2 separate regions of the Rattus norvegicus genome follow, and region 1 is linked to region 2. A link is a contact called in public Hi-C data. All regions are on one chromosome and are shown on one strand. Each heading gives the region's core, a stretch centred on a gene start, on an enhancer-like site or on the middle of the called end of the contact. The rest is flanking DNA. Distances are from core to core; before and after follow the strand shown.

Evidence for each region. Hi-C and Micro-C count contacts between places; a contact is called where the count stands out from the background.
Region 1: a contact with region 2 is called in a Hi-C map of psoas muscle, with 2.4 times the contacts expected there. The contact joins the promoter of Oxa1l here to the enhancer-like site in region 2. A contact is called at or near these places in 10 of 12 Hi-C or Micro-C datasets (the A7r5 cell line, Schwann cells, frontal cortex and 5 more).

The regions. Positions count from the first base shown.
Region 1 is chr15:31,782,025-31,786,303 of GRCr8, forward strand. Oxa1l (OXA1L, mitochondrial inner membrane protein) reads left to right here and starts at 1,701. Exons shown (of 10, transcript NM_001168583.1): 1 at 1,701-1,780; 2 at 2,185-2,331; 3 at 3,845-4,058. The coding sequence starts at 1,718.
Region 2 is chr15:31,648,917-31,653,161 of GRCr8, forward strand. The region is part of intron 2 of Dad1 (defender against cell death 1); the gene reads right to left. Among named protein-coding and RNA genes, the nearest start is that of Dad1, 16 kb to the right of the region's middle. Within about 2 kb of position 1,810, at least 12 of the 93 cell types and tissues checked have an H3K27ac peak or open chromatin away from gene starts, as enhancers often do. A contact at or near this core is called in kidney, where this site is marked.

The DNA of each region.
Region 1 (4,279 bases), core at 451-2,950, 130 kb after region 2:
GAGCCATCTCTCCAGCCCTCATTTTTCATGCCTATTAAATTTTATCAGGTATTAAATAATGGGACTATTATATTGTTGAAATCGTTAGATTATATTGGCTTCCTTAAAGTATATATTCAATTTTGTCCAAACAAAAAGAAAATCAAATTTTCTAGGATATTTTTGTTTGTTTTGCTTGTTTGTTGAGACAGAGCAAGACAGTAAGTTTCATTATGTAGTCCTGGTTATTCTAGAACTCACTATGTAGACTAGGCTGGTCTCAAACTCACAGAGAGACACACCTGCCTCTGCCTTTTGAGTGCTGATATCAAAGGCCTGTGCCCACAATATTTGACTTAAAAAAAATAATAATATGAGTGTTGTGCTTTCTTCTATGTATGTGTACTACCCACTTACCTAGTGTCCATAGGGACTCGAAAAAGGTCACACACACACACACACACACACACACGCTCCGCAAAATAAATACGTATCAGTGGTTAAGAGTACTTGCTGCACCATAGTGAATACCAGAGTTCAGATCCCAGCACTCATGCAACAAACACCTCTAACTAGCTCAGAGAGACCCAACGCCCTCTTCTGGCCTCCAGGAATGTACACCCACACAACACACAAAAATCTATACAAAAACTTTTAAGTTTTTATTCCTCCAGAGTATCTAGCAGCATATGAAGAACTATATGTGATCAACTCCCTCCTTCCCCAGCAGTAGCTTATTTTTCATGTTACATTTATTATTTTTCTTTTTTCTTTTTTTTTTTTTTTTTTTTTCGGAGCTGGGGACCGAACCCAGGGCCTTGCGCTCGCTAGGCAAGCGCTCTACCGCTGAGCTAAATCCCCAGCCCCACATTTATTATTTTTAAGGGCTCCGTTTGTAACACCACTGGCCTTGAACTCACCACCTCCCTGCATCAGCTTCCTTTTCAATGCTGGAGTCACAGGCATGCAACACCATGCCCAGCTTGCTTCGTCTCATGCTTTACTTTACGGAAGCTTTTAGTTTCAAGAAATACGCAACGAAATCTATACATAGATGACAACAAGCTTGAAACAGCAGATCCAAGGCATCAAGTTCAACTTTCATCTTTAGTCTCCTCACAGCCAGCTATTTCCTGGAAGCTGCCTTCGCTATAGCTTTGTCCGATTCCAGGCTACTTTCGAATTTCATTGGATCTGTCACTACAGTATTACCTTGCAGTAAGAAAAAACCCATGCCACTGTTTTTTGCCTTTCTGGTTTGCCTGTTTGTGGGGTTATTTCTAGTTTGAGGTTTTGATTCTTTGTTATCTTCTTGTGACAGGGTCTCTTTCTGCTGTCCAGGCTGGCTTTATACATAGTAGGTAACCAAGATTCGAACTCCCCGCAATCCTCCCAAATGCTGGGATTATAGACTTGAGGAACCATTTCAAGAGTAAAGGCTAACACAAAAAAAATCAGGGAACAATTACAGGTTGGCAAATGGAAGGGAAAACGGGAAATATACTATGTTTACACTGCTACTTAACAGCGGTCTCCAACGTGTCTTTTAGCTTCAATATCTGCGTAATCTAGTTGATGTTTTTTTTAACAACTTCAGTTTCCACCCCTCGCTTCCTTCTCTCTCCCTACTCGATCTGTGACGACAGGTCTGACTTCCTGCCCGTTTCCAAAATGGCCTCTCCCGCAACTTCAAAGTTCTGTGTGCGCATGCGCGAGAGTAAGTTCTCTTCCCGGCAAGATGGCGATGGGTTCAGTTTGCCGTCGCTGGCAGCTTCTGCGACTCCTACAGCCCCCGCGTTCGGTAAGGTTCCGTCCATGGTGCAGGGATGCTGCCTTGCCCTTGTCACTTGAGCTGAGGTCACGAGCAGATGCTGACCCGGCCACTGGGACCTGCGTGTCATGACCTCGGGTCGCGTGAGGACACCACCGGGTTACGTCCCGGGGTTGGTGGCCCGGTTTCTCTGTAGCTGTCTGGGAACTGCTTTCGACCCTGAGCCGTGACCTCTGGGCCCCATCCCCGGGCTTCCGTAACAGGATGCGGGAGACCAGGGCCCGAGCTCCACCCTGCACGCTCCAGTGCATGCCTTCGGGGCCTGAAGTCAGTGCGAGCAGAGTTGCAGTGCCCCGACTGCTGCAGCAGGCTGCCGGCGGGAGAGGCGGGTCGGCTGGGACTTAAGGCCTTCCCTTATCCTTTCACTCGGTCAGTTCCACAGCGTCGCAGGGTCCCTGAAACCGCTGGCAACCAAGCTCCTCGCAGCCCGCTCGGGTAGTGGGCGGCCACACTACGCTCTTCTCGCCGTCCTAACCCCTCGCTGCATCAGTACATCTGCTGCCCTCTTTGCAGAAGCCCAGGTAAGAGGTTCCCGCTGAAGAAAGGAGCACAGCTTCTTGGCCCGTTTCTTTTGTTATGTGTTGTTTTTGTTTTGCTGAGTACAGTGAATGTATAGCAGAGTTCTTTTCACACTCCACGCAGTTCCTCACAATATTAGCCTGTTTGGAATAGAAGGAAATTCTCAGCCGACTCAGTGGGGAAATGCTTAAAAGTACACGAGAAATTTATAGGGCAGGCAAGATGACCCTACTGTACAAAAAGCTCTTGCTGTGCAACCCTGGTAACCTGAGTGCCAGTCCTGGAACCGAAGTAAAGGTGGAGCCTGTTGTGACACAGTCCCAGTAATCCCAGCACTCGGGAGGCAGAGGTGGACAGATCTCTGAGTTGAAAACCAGCCTGGTCAACATAGCAAGTCAGAGCTGTGTAGTGTGACCTTGTCTCAAAATTTAATTAATTAATTGATTAATTAATTAATGAGGAAGGCAAGAACTGGCTGGACAAAGTTGGTCTCTGACTTCCACACATGCTGTGGCATACATGCCTACACACATCATTCGCACACAATGAAAATGAATTAAATTTTGTATTCAAGACACTGCCAGAGGGAGTAGTTGTAAGCTAATAATGTAAAATGTGATTGTGGGTTTGTGTATTTGTGATATATGTGATTCTTTGAATACTGTTTCTTAGAAGCCTGAGTAGGATTTTTCTCTTAGAGATTTATCATATAGTGTTGTGTGTGTGTGTGTGTGTGTGTGTGTGTGTGTGTGTGTGTGTGTGTGAGACTGTGCATGTGATCGTGGGTGCCCATGGGCACCAGAAGAGGGCATTAGAGACCCTGAGGCTGGAGTTAAAGGTGGTTGTGTGCTGCCCTACAAGGGTGCAGGGAACTGAAAATGGATCCTCTGCACCCCTGAGCCCTGCCTCAGGGGAGTACTCAGTAACAGAGCTTGGTTAGCGTGTTCAAGGCCCAACCTGAACTACAGAGCAATCAAGATTCCGCCTCCAAAACTAACTTTCCCACCCACCCACCACTATTAAGAATAAAGAAAGAAAGAAAGAAAGAAAGAAAGAAAGAAAGAAAGAAAGAAAGAAAGAAAGAAAGAAAAAAAAAACTAAGTTGAATTAAAGAGAATTTCATCTGAGGGCTAGCCCAGTGGTCCGTGTTCTTGCCAGAAGTTCGGGAAGCCCTGAGTTCCGTTCCCAGCACAACACAAAAGGATTCCAAGTGCAGGCGATTTGGAATATGGGAAGGGTGCTGGCTATGATGCTCAAATGACTGAAGTCTGGGAGGCATGATGTGGGAAGCAAGTTCCCTGCCTGAAGGGTAGCCGTGAGAGGCTCTCTTAAGTTATTCTTCTTATGCTAGAGGCAAACGCTAATGTCCTTTGAAAGCAGGACTGTGTGGACACAATTGGCCATCCTTGAAGAACAAGAAGTAAAAGCAAGAAAATGGAGCCCGGGACTGTTGAGCGTAAGGGATCCTCACCTTTTGTTCATCCCACTCATGGTACTTGGTCTGGTTCCTCACAGGTCCAGGTACCTCCTGTTGTTCCTGCTGCCTCAGCCCCTGCTGCAGTACCAGAGGTAGCTTCTGCAGGACCTGCAGATGTCGTCCAGTGTGCAACAGAACAGAGCTTCGCAGAACTGGGGCTTGGCTCTTACACCCCAGTGGGACTCATCCAGAACCTCTTGGAATATATACATGTGGACCTGGGCCTGCCTTGGTGGGGGGCCATTGCCACGTGTAAGAGTACATCCTGAGCAAGAGAGGAGGAAATGGGGTAGAACCTCAGCCATGGCAGCTCTGTCAGTGGATTAAGGAAATGGGTGTAGAAGTGTAGAGGTCAGAGAAGCAGATGATTCAGAGGGAAGGTACACTTGACTTTTAGTTCCTAGAGAGTATTAGCCGTTTATCATATGTGCAGCCATCAGTGTACAACACACAGATATCCCAATGTGAGCTGA
Region 2 (4,245 bases), core at 560-3,059:
AGGCAGGAGGGACAGAAGTGTCAAGGTCTTCCCTAACTATAGACTGAGCTCAAGGCTTGCTAAGGATTCAGAAGAGTGTGTCAAATGAATGAATGAATGAATGAATGAATGAATGAAAGAAAGAAAGAAAGAAGGAAAGAAAAGAAAGAGAAAGAAACAAAGAAACAAAGAAAGAAAGGAACAAAGAAAGAAACAAAGAAACAAAGAAAGAAAGAAAGAAAGAAATTAAAATGTAGTTCCTTGGTTGGTGAGTCCCCTTTCAGATATCCACCAAGCAACATCAATCATGTGACTGATGGTCACTGCTGTGGGTAGGGCAGACTCGGTGTTTCCACACAGACCTGGGTGCTGTGTGAGGTCACCACCCCCACCACTACTAGATTACCTCAGCTCTCCCCACTGCACTCTCCTACGGCTCTCCTGTACCACTGGAATGATGCCGGCCTTTGCCCAAACACCTAAGATTATCTCTCTTTATCCCTTCTTATAAACTGCTCTTATTATCTTTCCCATTTAAGCAAGTTTAGTATTTTAACAATCTTATAAGTATGTGTGTATACATATACATAATCATATAAAACACACACATATAATTATATAATATATATAATAATGACATATATATATCTCATGACTCTAAAGTTCTTGAAAATAGAGAGCAGTGAACATCAGAGTTTAGGATCCAAACATCCATTAAGTGTCCACTGAGGCACTTAGTACCAAGGACTAAAGTCAACTGAAATTTTTCGGAGGCCAAGTTCCCTCAAGTACAGAGCATACCCATCTGTCTCCCCACCACAGTGCAGGCAGGCAATTACACGCACTGATGTAAAGGTGCAGTGGGAGACACATGAATCCTAAAGATGTGGGGCTAACAAAGCATTTTAGAGACGCATGGTTCCAGAACACTGCACACCTTATTTAAACAACTCCACGTCAGTGTCCTCCCTTCAGTAACCAGTGAGCATATAAATAAAAAGTACAACTGAACAAGGCTATCTCAAAAAGAAAAGGAAAAGAAAAGGAAAGGAAAGGAAAGGAAAGGAAAGGAAAGGAAAGGAAAGGAAAGGAAAGGAGAGGAGAGAGGGAGAGAGGGAGGGAGGGAGAGAGAGAAAGAAAGAAAGAAAGAAAATAAATAATTTAAAATAATTTAAAAGCGGGGCTGATGAGATAGATTAGTGGGTACTTCTGCTACTCCTGACAGCCTGAGTTCCATCCCCAGGGCCCACATGGCAGGAGAGAGCAGCCCCTGAACACTGTCCTTCAACCATGTTCTATGCTGCGCGCGCACATGCGAGCGCGCACACACACACACACACACACAAACACACACACACACACACACCCCTAACTATATCTGTCTCTAGCTCTCTGCCTCAAAAGACCAACCAGAAGAGTTCAATCACAAATTAAAAGAGTCAATTAATGCTTTTTAATAAAGAAGTTGCCAGACTTTCTAGCCCCTGAGGGCTGAGGCTCTGATAAAAGCTTATAAGACCCACTCACTAAAAACTGAAGGTGTTGCCAGTAGGAGCTCAGAGTTGGAGGCAATAAAAGGTCTAGAATAAATGACCCCTGTGAACTCCGACAGTTTATGCACACAGGTCTGAGAACACAGCCTGGGGTCGTGCTAAGGATCCTAGCTCAGCACTGCCCACTCCTGGCCACGATGTAAAGAAACCCCTGGTCCGCATTTAAGTTCACCTAGGCCTCTGCTGCCCTCCCATGACGGGGAAAGGAGCTAGCTTCTGTTGTTCCACCGAAATACAACTCATGCTTTGTGACACACTCCCAGCACAGGAGAGGTGCATCCACTAGATGGCAGCAGAGCACAGAGGGTGCCATCTAGGCTGCAGCAGATGGCACCATGCTCATATGCAAATGGACTCAGTGGATTATAAAATAATTTAAAAAGAGAGCATGTGGTGGGGTACTAAGCAGGGGTGATACAACCAAAATATACTACATAAATAAATTTAAACTCTTTTTCTTTAAAGTCCCAGAGCAAGTAAGCTGGTTCAGGGACAATGGGCACTTCCCTGAATCCTGACGCCAAGTGTGAGCCCTACGACCCACACAGAAGAGAACTTTGGGAGGTAGTCAGTCCTGTTCACCATGTGCTCTAGGCACACACGCACGCACTCACTCACACACACACACACACACACACACACACACACACACACTCACACACACACATACGCACTCACACACACACACGCACTCACACAAAATAAAATCTAATAAATTCAAGTTCCAGGTAAGGAGACCTTGTCTCTTAATTAAAAATAAAGATGGAGATGGGAAACAAAAATATATTTTGAGTCCCTTTCCAAGGTAATTCTCCTGAGTACTACTTTTGATAAATTAAAAAGCCAGGATTGCCTATCGTAAACACTACTATCAGCTCAAAGGCTCTGCCAGCCCGCTCGCACACAGCCTTCAGGCACTAGCTGGGATTAGATTTTGACAATAGGAAGAGACTCTCCCCATATTAAAAAGGCAGAACTAACAAAATTTCAGCCCAGGCTTCTGGCAACCATCTCCACCCAGGAAGGCCAGCACACTTAAGCTCTGTTGTTCCTTGGTACCTACTTCACTGTCCCCGTCCCACAGCCACATCCCCAGGATGTTAACTCCCCAGTACAACCCAACACCCTGAAACCAGGTAGGCCGAGGCACACATCTTTAATCCCAGCACTCGGGAGTCAGACACAGGTAGATCTGAGTTTGAGGCCAGGCTGGTGTATATAGCAAGTTCTAGGACAGCCAGAACTACACAGAGAAACCCTGTCTAGAAAAACAAACAAACCAATCCTGAAAGTGGAGCTGGAGAGAGGCCTCCGCAGTTAGGATTATATACTGCTCTTTCGAAGGACCCAGGCTCAGTACCCCACACCAGCAGCTCCTAACTGCCTGTAACTCTAGCTCCAGGACATCCATCACCTCTGGTCGCTATGGGAACCTGCACTAACACACACAGACATACAAATATATGCAAGTTAAAAATACATTTTTTAAAATTAAAACAGGAATCTAAAATTGGGGCTGGGAGATGCAGACCTATACTCATAATCCCGCACATAGGAGGCAAGGATTGGAGGATCAGGAAGGAGTACAAGGCCATCCTTTAGTACATAACTTGTTTGAAGTGACCTTGTACTACTCTAAGGGTCCCTGCTAGAAAGCAAAAACAAACAAAAGATTTCTCCCGGTGCTCTCTGATCTCTCCGTGCCCAGTCTGCAACGGGAATGGCAGGCTTACCTGGAGGAGGCTTCCTGGAAATAAAATGGATCTCACAAGCACTGGAGCAGCCCCCACCGAGCACTCATCTGCTCTTCCTTGGCCCTCCTGGGTCACACTGACTTTTACAGCTCAATGCCATTCTCTTTTGTTCTGCCTTTTCTCCCTGGTTTCAAATGTCACCTTCAAATTCATTAAAAGATTTCTTTAAATGCCCATCTGTCAACTGGAAGATAAGGAGAATGCTAGGGAGAAACATGAGAATCCTGCTCAAACTGTGCTGCCTATAGCCCATAATTCCTGTCAGACTAAGGACGTCAGTACCTCCAGTGTCTTAGGAACGAGTGTTATCACCGCTCTGAGTGCTTCTGGTTGTTTCCTTTGATCCTACCTTCTGAGTTCCTGTGACCATCAGGACTCACTTGGAAACTAGGTGTAGCATGTATGGCACAGTGGACACGCGGTGAATTAAAACCACACAGATGGGACAAGTGTGTGGGCAGGGTAGGTGTACCAGGTGAAAGGTCTCTGGAGAATGTGCGAGGCAACACCCCAGACAAGAGCGTTCCCCACCTTGTCTGCGAGCCTACTGTTTTCTACAGTGCCTGGCCACTGAAGTGGGACTGGGCGATTCTGCGTGCTCTCAGCCCATCACTCCCAGCCGGGTAGGTGATCTGCACTGCACACCTTGGCTGAGCCTGCTCTTCCTCTTTTGTCCTAATTTTGAAATACTCAGTTCTCTGGAAGCCGAGTCCTCCTCCAAACACGTTAGCACTAGAAAAGAATTTTCCATGACTTGGTGTCTCTCTGAGCCTGGAGAAGACCCTGGAAATGCACTGTCCCTTCATGAATACATAGCTAACTCATCTAGGAAACGCCTTCACAAATCCAGAGTGAGGCGGTCAGAGGACACAACGCCTGAGTTAGACCCAGCATTCATTAACTCAGGGCGGTCCACACTAGAGGCTACATTCGAGGGAGCCAATGAAAACAGTTAACTG